Linked DNA regions of Gossypium arboreum: region 1 is linked to region 2. A link is a contact called in public Hi-C data. All regions are on one chromosome and are shown on one strand. The core of a region is the stretch at or near the end of the contact, and the rest is flanking DNA. Distances in the headings are between cores, read along the strand shown.

What was found. Hi-C and Micro-C count contacts between places; a contact is called where the count stands out from the background.
Region 1: a contact with region 2 is called in a Hi-C map of leaf, with 2.1 times the contacts expected there. The contact joins the enhancer-like site here to the promoter of LOC108476569 in region 2. A contact is called at or near these places in 2 of 5 Hi-C or Micro-C datasets (both in leaf).

Annotation. Positions count from the first base shown.
Region 1 is chr3:41,267,781-41,273,955 of ASM2569848v2, reverse strand. It overlaps LOC128290399 (a long non-coding RNA gene), which reads left to right and starts at 4,544. Exons shown (of 2, transcript XR_008280218.1): 1 at 4,544-4,627. Within about 2 kb of position 1,350, at least 2 of the 2 cell types and tissues checked have an H3K27ac peak or open chromatin away from gene starts, as enhancers often do. A contact at or near this core is called in leaf, where this site is marked.
Region 2 is chr3:41,148,413-41,155,098 of ASM2569848v2, reverse strand. LOC108476569 (protein DETOXIFICATION 40-like) reads left to right here and starts at 3,663. Exons shown (of 7, transcript XM_017778808.2): 1 at 3,663-4,222; 2 at 4,388-5,019; 3 at 6,064-6,120; 4 at 6,208-6,446; 5 at 6,541-6,659. The coding sequence starts at 3,902.

The DNA.
Region 1 (6,175 bases), core at 101-2,600, 120 kb before region 2:
TTTTATTTGGAAATTTACTACTCGAATTATTAGATACAGATTCTTCATCAACAGTTGAAAGTAGTTAGGTCTTGGCTCCACGACAAATGAACTTTGTGTTTGATAGCGTAATCAATTGCCCTACTTTACTGGTGACCCAATTTTGCGTTATAAATTAGGCAGGTAGCAGCTTAATTAAACCCTCTCTCTAATTAATTTATTAACTCAGTTTAAAGGCCTACAAACTTGCTTCAACGTGACCCCACTTCTTTATACAACATTTGGATGCACTGTTTCCACATACTTGTTGGTTTCTAAACAGCATATGTGCTATTGATTTACAACAAATATTTTATTTCATTCGAAACAAACTGATTACATAATGTTTGATTTTTATTTCAATCTACCTGCAATTAACTTGTATCTTATATCATCATCAGCATCAACTTATTTTCTTTTCTCAGAAAAAAACTTGGAACCGAAAGCTTTGATTTTCCCATCGACCTAACCAACTCCCCCGGAAAATCATATCAACTAAATCCACATTCATAGATATTATAAATACCTTTCCAACCAATGAATATCACGACTTTACTCGGGGTTTCATTGGAAAGCTTCAAAATAAATTATTTAAGCTAATATAGTAGCTAAGTAAACAAGTGATGTCTAAAAGCAATTGAATTGGAGTTTTTGATTGATAAATATGAAATACAATTAGTTAAGATTAGTCAACTTTTGCTTAGAACATGCAATGGCAAAAAAAAAAAAAAGAGAGATGGTGGGGGTGGTTTGGGTGAATGTGAGATATCTTTCATGTTTAGGGCACCAATTTTGAACTTCATTATATATAAAATTTTAATTAAAGATTAGTGTATATAGAACAGAAAAGGGTGGGCTGAAAGTTAGTAAATTGAGAAGGGGGCAAGGCGAAGGCGAGGTGGAGGCGTCAACACAGTTATATTAAAGGGTATCAATCACATGGGTTAGGTTATGAGAAGAAACGTAGGAGTGTTTTCCTTTGTTGTTTGTGCATGTGGAAATGCCCCCTTTCCCACTTTTTTTTCGGTGTTTATTATAATGGGAGACAGATAGATGCCACCTAAAGCTGGCTAACCTCCAAACGTGTATATGGGTTTCTATTTGACTCGGCTCACATCCATGTGAGGCTTCGTCTACTTCAACCTTCTTTCTTTCATTTTTTTTACTTGTATTGAACTTAAATTAACTTATTAACTGGTAGCACTAAACCTGATTAAGGAAAGGAAAGACTAAGCCCGAGACCATCACAGTAAAAGCAAGGAAGACAAGTAATGTGGTGAAGAAGCCAAGTTACCCAATTTATATCTGTAACAACAAAGGAGAAAGATAGCGATTATCCAGTTCAATTACTGGGGTACTCCAGCAATCAGCCGAATGATTGATTAAGATGGGGTGGGTCATCAAGTTTTTGACGATCAGATTCAAAAATAACTTGCATTGGTCAACTTCAACAGATAATGCATGCAGGAACGATTAGACTCCCACATCAATTAATTAAACCACCACATTGGTCACTACCATTAAAACCCAGACAGACATGGGATCAAAAGAAGCTTCGCAATTCAACTTAAGAAACAAGCAAAGCAGGTTGCCTTTCCCATTCAGCAGAGAAGGAAGGATTTGGGGGAATCAAGACAATTTGAGAGGTTGTGAAATGGGCCGCTTCGTTGTTGGGAAAATTGGACAACCAACACTACTGGAACCTATCCGCCTGACCGCCGATAGGCAGGTTGTTGGAAGCCCATCCAAAACATGCAGGCTGGGTCAAGGCCCACCCTTGACCATCTCCACGAACCAATTACATTTTCTGCTTCTTATTAACGCCAAAAATCAATACTAGCCGAATCACCTTATCTTGATCGAATTTACTTATTTCGACTGGTTATCTCAACTAGGACAAAATCCTATATATTATTATTGTATCTCTCCATTGCGATTGAAAGACCTCACCAAATTGACCATCACTTACAGAAAACATGATTTCGTCAAATGTTGTATGATTACAAGCACGTGGATTCATACATAATTTACACGTAGGCTTCACCCACACAATTCCCGCAAGGCTTAGGGGCAATAAGCAAAAATGGAAAATTAATCTTTTAGTCCCCATAAATAATATATTTATAAATTTATATATAGTAAACTTATAAATTAATCACACATTTTAGTAAGTATTTTAATGCTCTAATTTTTTTCAGTTACACGACGACATGCATTCACAAATCCATTATTAACATACCACATAGATCATGATATTTCAATCAGGCAAGCACATAGACTAGCATTGCCATTAATAATTTTTAAATCAAACAACAAAAAATATATGGTTAGAAAAACTTTTTCTTATGAAAGTATATTTTTAATCATTATAATCTTATCTCATTTGAAGGAAACTTTTACTTTAACTTTTCCTAATAATATGGTAGAAACCAAATAGATTTGAAATTTAGGAATATGAAACATCTCACTTAGTATAAGGTATTTCTAGACGGAGGTTTGAACATAACCTAGCATTTTCCAAGCACATATGCAGTTTCCAAAGTTTCTAAGATAGAACAACCTCTTCTCATTCTTCCACTTTAGAGTCGAACATAAAGGCATTTTAATTATCATGAATGTATCGAGTGGCACCACTATCTATCACCTACTCTTTTAGATTAGTCATGATATTGACTTAAGAATTACCAAGAAAATTATATCATTTGCTTCGATCAAATTGACATTTGGTTTAATAAAATTATAATTTTTCCATTCTTGATTTCTGCACAAAGTTATATAGTGGTGCAGTTTGTCATCACAATTGGATACTGGAATAGTAAATGTAGTTGATGAATAAAGCACTAGGTAGGTTCCCAAGAAAGAGAGGTGGTGTACATGACACTCTGAAGTACCAAGTCTTTCCTAGCCAAAACTATTCTTAGACATGCATTTTCACATTATCACACTTATTTCCAGCAATCAACTATGGATTTGCCACACAAAATAATTTCCTTTTTCTTCATTTTCTCAAAATTTTGTTTTGGGCTTGTCACCATATATTCATCCTAAATCATATTTAAAAATTAATTCAACTCATATATTGTTGGAGTTTTCGACATTGCATGTTCCATGTTTTGTTAGAATAAGAACAAATTTCTACTTGGGCCATAGAAAGGTGTTCAGCCTTTTTGATGATTATGGCCTACAAAGTTATGAGATGTTTGACAAAACAACAGTTGGCGTTTGACTAGGACTCTCAAATGCTTTAACAAATCCTATTGATGAGGCCATGAGTCTATTGAATAATGGTTGAGTTCTTATCCTTATCACCTTGGTTGAATGAAGAGTGGATTAAGGGATTTTTATCAAATTTACCCAAAGGATTTTCCAAGAGAAATATATACTATTTTAGAGGAAATTATTGTCACATCCCAAAAATTGTTTTAGTAGAATCGGTTTAGTGGACCGAGTATCCATTCCGGATACCAAAATTGGATTGAAAGTGATTAATAAAATTTGATAAAATATTAAAATAATATTCAGGTCCAAAAATTTAGGTTGGGAAATTAGAATTAAGTGTTTGGTTATTAAATTTCTTAAAACGAATTTTAAAAAAGAAACCATATTTGAAAATAATTAAGGAAATGGGTTTTAATTTGAAATAAAGACTTAATTGGAAAAGGAAGAAAATAGAAAGTTTTTAAATGGAAAATTTTCCAAAATTAAAAAATATGTTTCTTCCCTTTGGCTATTTAAACCCTCATTCATGTTTCCCTCTCTTTTCATCTCTTCAGTTGAAAATTTTCTAAACTATAAATCAGAGCATTTTCTCTCAAAATTAACTCATCCCTACTAATTTTCTAACCTTCCAAACACCAATTCTTCCTTCAATTGTAAAGAAAATTCTTTTTTTTCTTCATAAATTTCCTCATTGTTCTTCAAAAGTTTTTCATCGAATTAGATCTACAATTCGTCGTTCTTTTCAAATTAAGGTAATATTTTGATTCTTATTGTTAAAACTAAGCTTGTTCTTATAATTCGATATTTGATCAACAATTATGAATTTTATTAAATCTAAAGCTTTGACACCGAAATTTGGCATAAGAATGGTGAAATACGGAATATTGAGTTAACTTGTTGTTTTAAATTGATTTTTGACTTATTTTGAACGATTAGAAGGTTCATAAACTCAATTATATAGATCATTAAAGAATTTTTACGAATTGAACGTTTTTCCCTTTTTAATGTTCTTGTAAGCTCAAATTTTTTGAAAAGTTATATTCGGTAAATAAGATGAATTTCATGTCTTAGATCTGTAATAACATGATATTTATGATGTCTAGAAACATGTTTAAGGATTAGGATAAAAATTAGATGTTGAAAACACTTATTTCATTAAAACTAGTTAGTTTTTGGTGGTGAGAAAGAGGAGTTGAGATCTGCGTTTTTGCAACTATTTGATTGTGTTTACAGTTGTAAATGATGTGTTTGTAATGTTTTTAACACAAGTGCAAAGTTTCAGATCAACCGAGAGCCTCTATAAGCAAATCGAAGGGCAAAGAAAAGCTTACTTAGCCTCCAACGATTGCACGAAAGTTATTCAGTGAGTGGTCAAATTTGTTACTTCCAGGTAAGAATACTTAGGTTAAATGGGAGCTTAGGTCAGCCTAAGCATCTATCCTAAGTTTTGAGTGAAACTTTCCCTATTCGTTCTATTATCTTTATGAAATTTATGCTTATAAGATGTGATATGGTAGGTCATGCATATTGAGACATGCATATTGAGATGTTTATGTAAATGCTAAATAATTATGACTGATTATAATGAGGTTTACTGATTTGATGCACACTATATGAGATTTATGATATGGCTCATTGAGCATTATGTGAGCACTTGAAAGTGCATTATAAGGAGTGAATAAAACAATACAACACATGTATTTTCTCATTGTCACACTTCTTATTTGATAGATCAACTGTAGATAATCTCATACATATATATATATATATATCACAATTATATCATAAATAATTATTAAATAGATATATAAAGAGATAAGTAATAAAATAAAATTGTCAGCCAATGTTTTCATGGTTTTATTTTTAGGAAAAAATGAAAAACAAAAATTACATAGTTTTTCATCACAATGCATTCTTTGTGTCTTCGACTGCCACTGTTCCATATTCTCCTCGTCATGAACTATTTTTTGGAAAAATTACATTTATGATCTATATCCGTTTTCGACTCACAAGAATTTTATAAATAAAAATAATTGATAGCAAGCTAATTTTGTGTGTTTAATGTACCTATTTTTGGTCAATTTTTTAATAGAATGCTACTAAGCTTGTAATATGCCAGGAATACAATTAGAGTGTCGAAGTTCAAAAACAAGCAAAATCAGGCTAAAATGGAACAAAAAGCAAAATGAGGAGTTGAATTGAAATTTGTGGAATTATTTTTTGGTTGATAAAAAATATTAAATTTTTTTACTTTGACAGAACCCTATATTTAGAAAAAAAATTTGATTTTTTGGTTGGTTGTGAAGCATGATTCTAGGAGAAAATCATGTGAAATTGGCTCTTTGAAAGGTGTATATAAGGACTTGTAATTGTGGCATGAAGACACACTTGAAATACTTGAATTTAAAAGGCAATTTAGCACATTCCTACATCTATTGCATTTGAAGCAATGTACCATTTCTTTTCTCTTTTATATTTTGGAGAAATTGCCCTTTTAATTCTCCCCCTTCTTCACCTATTATCTTTCATTAAAATCCATTCTCATAATCTAATCAAGTATGATTAATTTTATGCTTAACTAATCTCTATTTACCTTTAGTTTGATCATTATTCCAATCAAGAATTGTGAGATATGAACCCACGTTAAAACCTGACAACTTGGTATTCATTATGTCATATCCCAAAAACTGAGTTAGAAGAAATTGGGTTTGTGAAACCAAGATTGGTCATGCCCTGATATTTTAGTTAAGATAGTGAAAATTTTATCAAGTGAATCAATTTGGTTTAGTGGTTGAGAGATGTGAGTAGTGTGTGTGAGGTTTCGGGCTCAAATCATTTCCCTTGAATTTTTGCCTAAACCCCTATCTTTAAACTTGTAACTTATATATTTGTTTTGGCTCAAGTGCTGTCAAGAATGGGCAAGCTGGTTTAGTAGTAA
Region 2 (6,686 bases), core at 2,414-4,913:
GCTGGAGGTTCAAAGAATGCACTCATTAAGAGGATACAACAAATTCTGGCCTCGGAAAGAAATTGGTTCTTGAATTTTGTTCCCAGAGAAACCAATTGGGTCGCTGACGCTTTGGCTAAAATGGCCCTATCAAGTAGTAACTCCTTGCGTATTTTCGAGTCTCCTCCTATTAGGATTAAAGATATTTTGCAGGAAGATAAATTTGTTGATAATTCCCTCATGAATCGTCCTTTGTAATTGTTGTTTCGTTTACCCAAAAAAAAAAAATGGTACTCATGTTTTTGTTTTTCTTTAAATTTTGCTATTCAATTTCAATTTAAAATAATTTGAAGATTAAATTAAATTAAAAATATTTTAATTATTTTATTTTAATAGCTAAAATAATAAATTAAGTAATATAATTATTTTATAAATTTTTTTTGTTTTTTCAAATTCGAGTGTTCCTTACACTAAAATTCTAAGATAATTTATTAATATTTTATAAATGAATTAAATTTTAAAAATAAAATAAAATATTTGAAATGATAATTTTCCTCATTATTTTGTTAATCATCAAAATTGATATTGTGGTAAAATTTAATTAAATAAATTAAATTTAGTGATAAAATTCAGTAAAATTCAAAGTTTAGTGGCAAAATCTAATCACATAATAATTGAATTGTAAATTTACCCATATTCTCAAAGCGTGATGACAAAAATTAGTTAAAATGAAATATAAAAACAAATTTCAATATTCACTTATAATTTGGTGATAAATTCACATTTTAACCCTTATTATTATTATTATTATTATTTAAAACTATATATAAAACATGTCTTTTTTTTAAAAAGAATAATATAAATTTTAAATTTTAAATTTTAAATAAGGAAATATTCAATAAAACAAATTATAAAATCAACTTTTTACCTGATTCAACTTTAAGAACAAATTTATTATTCTGGTTCTTTTTCTTGAGTATAAATTCTTTATGTGACATGTTAACGACATATACTAATTTTTTTTCATGATTTCACATTTTTTTAACATTTTATTTTGCAGTTTTATAATTTCTATACTTTTTGTAATTAATATTTTTTAAAATTTTAATTAATTTTAATATTTTATAATATTTGTAGTTTTTTTTCCATTTTTTCCATTTTAAGTTTTTTATAATTTTTAAAAATTCTAATATTTTGTTTAAATAATTTTATATTATTACATTTTTAAATTTTTAAAATTCTAAATTACTATATTCTGCATTTTAGATTTTTGATGATTTTTAAAGAATTTTTAATAGAAATTATCATATTTTGCTATGTGGCACAACCTTGACATGCCAAGTGGAAAATTTAATAAATGTTGGGAGTTTATACAAAAATAATTTTTTGATAATTTAATTGATTGCTTATATTCGATTAAGAGTTTAGTTAAGTATTGTTTTCAATTGAAGACTTAATTGATTATTAAATTATTTTACAAGAGACCCTTACCCATAGGAATAGGAATAGAGCATATTTTTTAGCCAATCATTTACCTCTTTGGAAGATAATCACAATGAAAGAATTAGTCACTTTTATTCGAAAACGTGAAAAAAAATTTACAATAAGTAACAAATATTTATATTTACGATTGGATTTATGCAATTGAACTAACTTAAAAAAAAGAACATGTAGAGAAAGAAATGTGAGGGTTTTTTACAAAAATAAGATAAAAAAATAATACTTAAATAATACAACTAAAAAAGTATGTACCAAAATGGTACATCCCAGGATGGTGCCGCCTATGGCAATGGCGTGACCACCCTGGGTTTGACATTTTCTGTTAAAAAAAAGTAATAAACGAAAAAAAAACAAAAATTTGAAAAAAGAAGGTGGTGGAGGGTGTGCCAGAGGCGGCACCGGTCACGCCTTCCCCATAGGCGGCACCAGTGCTACTGCCATGAAAGAAGAAGAAGAAGAAGAAGAGAAGAAGAAGAGGAGAAGAAGAGGGCGGCGAAAAAGGAAAGAAAGAAAGAAAAAAAAAGAAGAGAGAGAGAAGAAAAGAGAAAAATAAGAAAAAAAATAAATAGAAAGGAAAGTTTAGGATTTAGGGAATAATAATTAAAGTTTTTAAAAGGTAATTTTTTGTTATATAATTTAATTTGTATATACAAATAATAAAGAAATATTATTATAGAAATATTACAAATTTATAAACTTAAATATTTACATATACAAAAATAGAAATATTATTATCGTAAATATTTAAGTTTATAAATTTGTAATATTAAACCTAAACTTTCCTTTCTATTTATTTATTTTCCTTATTTTTCCTTATTTTGTCATATTTAAATTTATTTTCTCTTTCCTTCCCCTCTCTTCTTTTATATCTCTATACTATTTGTATATGTAAATATTTAAGTTTATAAATTTCTAATATTTATTTTATTTTTCTCTTAGTTTATTCAATAGAAATATTAAATGTATAATTGTATGTATTGTTATTTTAAAAGTCGGTATAATTTTTTTATGTTATTTTAAAAGTTGATATAATTTTTAACTCATAATTTAGTATAGTGTAATATTTTGCGAGTTAATTGTACAAGATAAGTAACCAATTTGTAATGATTAATTACAACAAATAATTATAACATGCCAAATAATTTAAATTACATAAAATATATCTAATCAATCTAAAACACACATAACAAATAAATTACATAAAAATAAAACATTCTTTGTATATAACATAAATAAGTTTTTTACTTCAATAAACATTAAAAATAAATTATAAATCAATAAAATTTAAAATAAATACAAACATACCTTAATAACTCTTTTTAACCAAATAATACCTTATAAAAATTAAATTCCAATTAAATCAATGATAATAATAATAAATTAAATTTTATAACAAAAAATTACATTTTTAACACTTTAATTATTCTTGTAAAAACTAGAAAAGGAAAAGAAATAATAATTACAGCAATTAAACGAGGGTTTAATTAGTCTTCCTTAAATCCTAAACTTTCATTCCTATTTATTTTTTTCCTTATTTGTCTCTTTCCTTCCCTCGCTTTTCTTTCTTTTTTTCTTTCTTTCTTTCCTTTCCCCCTTGCCCTCTTTTTTTTTTCTTTTCTTCTTCTTTTTCTTCTTTCACGGTAGCAGCACTGGTGTCGCTTATGGGAAGGCGTGACCGGTGCTGTCTCTGGCACACCCTCCACAACCTTTTTTTTTTTTTTAGATTTTTGTTTTTTACTTTTTTTTTTAACAAAAAAAGTCAGAAAAAATCAGATCCAGGGTGGTCACGCCACTGCCATAGGCGGCACCACCCTAAAATGTACCATTTTAATACATACTTTTTTGTTGTATTATTTAAGTATAATTTTATTTTTTAATCTTATTTTTGTAAAAATCCGAAATGTTAATATGATGTTTATGGCTACTAAATTTTGAAAAAGAATCCATAGAAAAGAGAATAATGAATAAGAAAACGACATCCTAGATACATAAACAGTGACGTAAGCAATTAATAATACAAGTGCCCAAAAGCAGATCTTCAAATTGGTCTTTTCTTCATCAATAAAATAAAAAGGAAAAACCAACATTTATTTGTAAAGTTCAATGATTTCGTGCACTTGCTACCAATTAGAGTTCGAGGCCACAATTAAAAGTTCGATTTTCCATACTCGTGATATCATTTACATTTTAAAAAATATCAATAAAAATAACATTTAAATGTAAAATTATTTCCTAAACTATTAATTGGTTACCCTTTTTTTTTCTAATTTATGAAATATATTTATAAATTTCCAAATCCAGCTCTCATTGTCATTTAAGCCGCCAGCGTTTCCTCATAAATACATAAAGTCTCTTATGTTCTTTCATCAAAAAAAAAAAAGTCTCTTTTGTTCGGCTGACAGCCATAACTGATCAGCCTACAATGGAATCCCTCCACGAAAACGCCATCGGAGAACCTCTGCTTCAATCACAAACTTCGGATACGAAATCCGAATCAACAAGTTCGGAGCTTGAGGATGTATTGTCGGACGGTAACTCTTCCTTGTTGGAGCGTTGGGGAAAAGCGACATGTATCGAATCGAAACTCCTTTTCCACTTGGCAGCGCCGGCTGTCATTGTTTATATGATCAACTATCTCATGTCTATGTCCACCCAAATCTTCTCCGGTCATCTCGGTAATCTTGAACTCGCCGCCGCCTCCCTCGGAAACACTGGCATCCAAATCTTTGCTTATGGCCTCATGGTACGTACATACATCACATGAACTATTTTCTTTTCTTTTTCACATTAGAGATTCCCAAAGATTGCATCTTGATGGTAATAGATAGAATTAAAAACACAATAAAATCACACGCACGTATAAATGAGGTTACTAGTCGCAATTGAACTAAACTCCGGGATCATGTAGTTAGGAATGGGGAGTGCAGTGGAAACGCTTTGCGGGCAAGCCTTTGGAGCACACAAATACGACATGCTAGGCATATATCTTCAAAGATCAGCAGTTCTCCTCACCTTCACAGGGATTCTTCTCACACTCATCTATGTCTTCTCTAAACCAATCTTATTATTACTAGGTGAATCGCCTGATATTGCTTCCGCCGCTGCAATTTTCGTCTATGGTCTAATACCACAAATCTTCGCATACGCCTTAAATTTCCCCATTCAGAAATTTCTGCAGGCTCAGAGCATAGTGGCCCCTAGCGCTTACATATCCACAGCCACATTATTCATACATCTGCTGATGAGTTGGGTGGCGGTGTACAAAATGGGGCTTGGTTTGTTGGGTGCGTCCTTGGTGTTGAGCTTGTCGTGGTGGATTGTGGTGGTTGCTCAATTTGTGTATATAGTGAAAAGCGACAAGTGCAAATATACATGGAATGGGTTCAGCAGTCAAGCCTTCACTGGCCTGCCGGGATTCTTCAAGTTATCGGCGTCGTCGGCGGTGATGTTGTGCTTGGAAACTTGGTATTTTCAGATTCTGGTTTTGCTTGCAGGGTTGCTCGAGAACCCAGAATTGGCTTTGGATTCACTCTCCATTTGGTAAGTAAGTAGAAATCATTTAAAATATTGAATGTCCTATAGAAATAGACTCGTATATTCAGAAACTAATAATTCACTTTCCATTGTCTTTTGTCTTTTTTATTCTCGAAATGTGTGGGTGCGTTTGTTTTTTTTTTATTTGCGCCTATTATTTTCATTTGACTCCGGCCCTTGATTTTGCTTTTTTTTTTTTTCTATCCAATCCAATATTGCTTTCAAAAAGAAAATATACTGTAGGTAATAAGTGACTAATACTAGATTCTTGTCCTATATCTACTGCTTAATTATGTCCATATCAGACTAATATTATATATCATCTTCACTACAACAAAATTAGATTTTAGATTAACAGGTAATAAAATATTAATTCCTGTCCTAATAATATTTTTTTTATTTTACGTGCTTAATGAATTTGAACAAATTATTGTCTAAATTTGCACAACCATATGTTTAAGTGTTTTTTAATGATAATTTTATATATTTTATATAATTTCAAAAGAAAATTATATAAAAGTTGCTTGTTAAATGAATTCCATGTATTTTAGAAAATTTTTAATTATTTTTCTTGGATTTTAAGATTGTTATTTTTATTTTACATTTGGACCAATAAAAAAATCAACTTCGCTAATAATTTTTAAATTTAGATGTCAATTAAATTTTTTTTCTTTTTGAAAGAAATCACCTGATGCGGAGTAAAAGTCTGATACAAAGCCTTAAATTCGCCTTAGCTTGCCAACAATTTCACATGCATTGGCTAGCTTGGGCGGTTCAATCAACCATTATAAAGCCAAGAACATAAAACAAAACCCTAACTGAACCTGTCCATCTCAATTTCCCCTGCATCAGTTCTAAAGCCAAATGCCTGGGTTCTTTCATTTCAAATCATCTTCTCTTTTCTTGCTTCCCAGGTTCTTCACTGGCTCTAAAAACAAAAGATTTAAGTATTAAATAAATATAAATTGGGGAGGGTATATATTAACCCTAAAAAATTTAATTAAATTGGTTTGGTAGATTAATAAATTTTCAATGGGTCATTATTTTCAGCATGACGATATCTGGATGGGTGTTTATGATTTCGGTGGGGTTCAATGCCGCAGCAAGGTTAGTCATCCAATTCGATATATACATATTCTCCTGCGAATTAGTGCCTACTATAATTGACAAAAGAAATGAATGGAAATGGAGCAGTGTAAGAGTTGGGAACGAGCTAGGAGCGGGACATCCAAAATCGGCGGCGTTCTCGGTGGTCATAGTGACGGTACTTTCATTCATAATCTCGGTGGCGGCGGCAATAATAATAATGGTTCTACGTGATGTCATTAGCTACGCCTTCACAGAGGGTGAAGTGGTGGCGGAGGCTGTTTCAGATCTCTGTCCGCTTCTAGCATTAACCCTTATCCTCAACGGAGTTCAGCCTGTTTTGTCCGGTAATAACATTTAATTCTCTTCAAGAAAAATTCAATTGGATCATCAGTTTCATCTTTGTTTTGATATGTATATGTATATGTATATATATAAAAGGGGTGGCAGTTGGGTGTGGATGGCAAACTTTTGTTGCATATGTCAACGTGGGCTGCTATTACTTTGTCGGGGTTCCCTTGGGTTCTCTTCTTGGCTTTTACTTCAATCTGGGTGCCAAGGTACTCACTTCTATTTTCTTTTTCCCC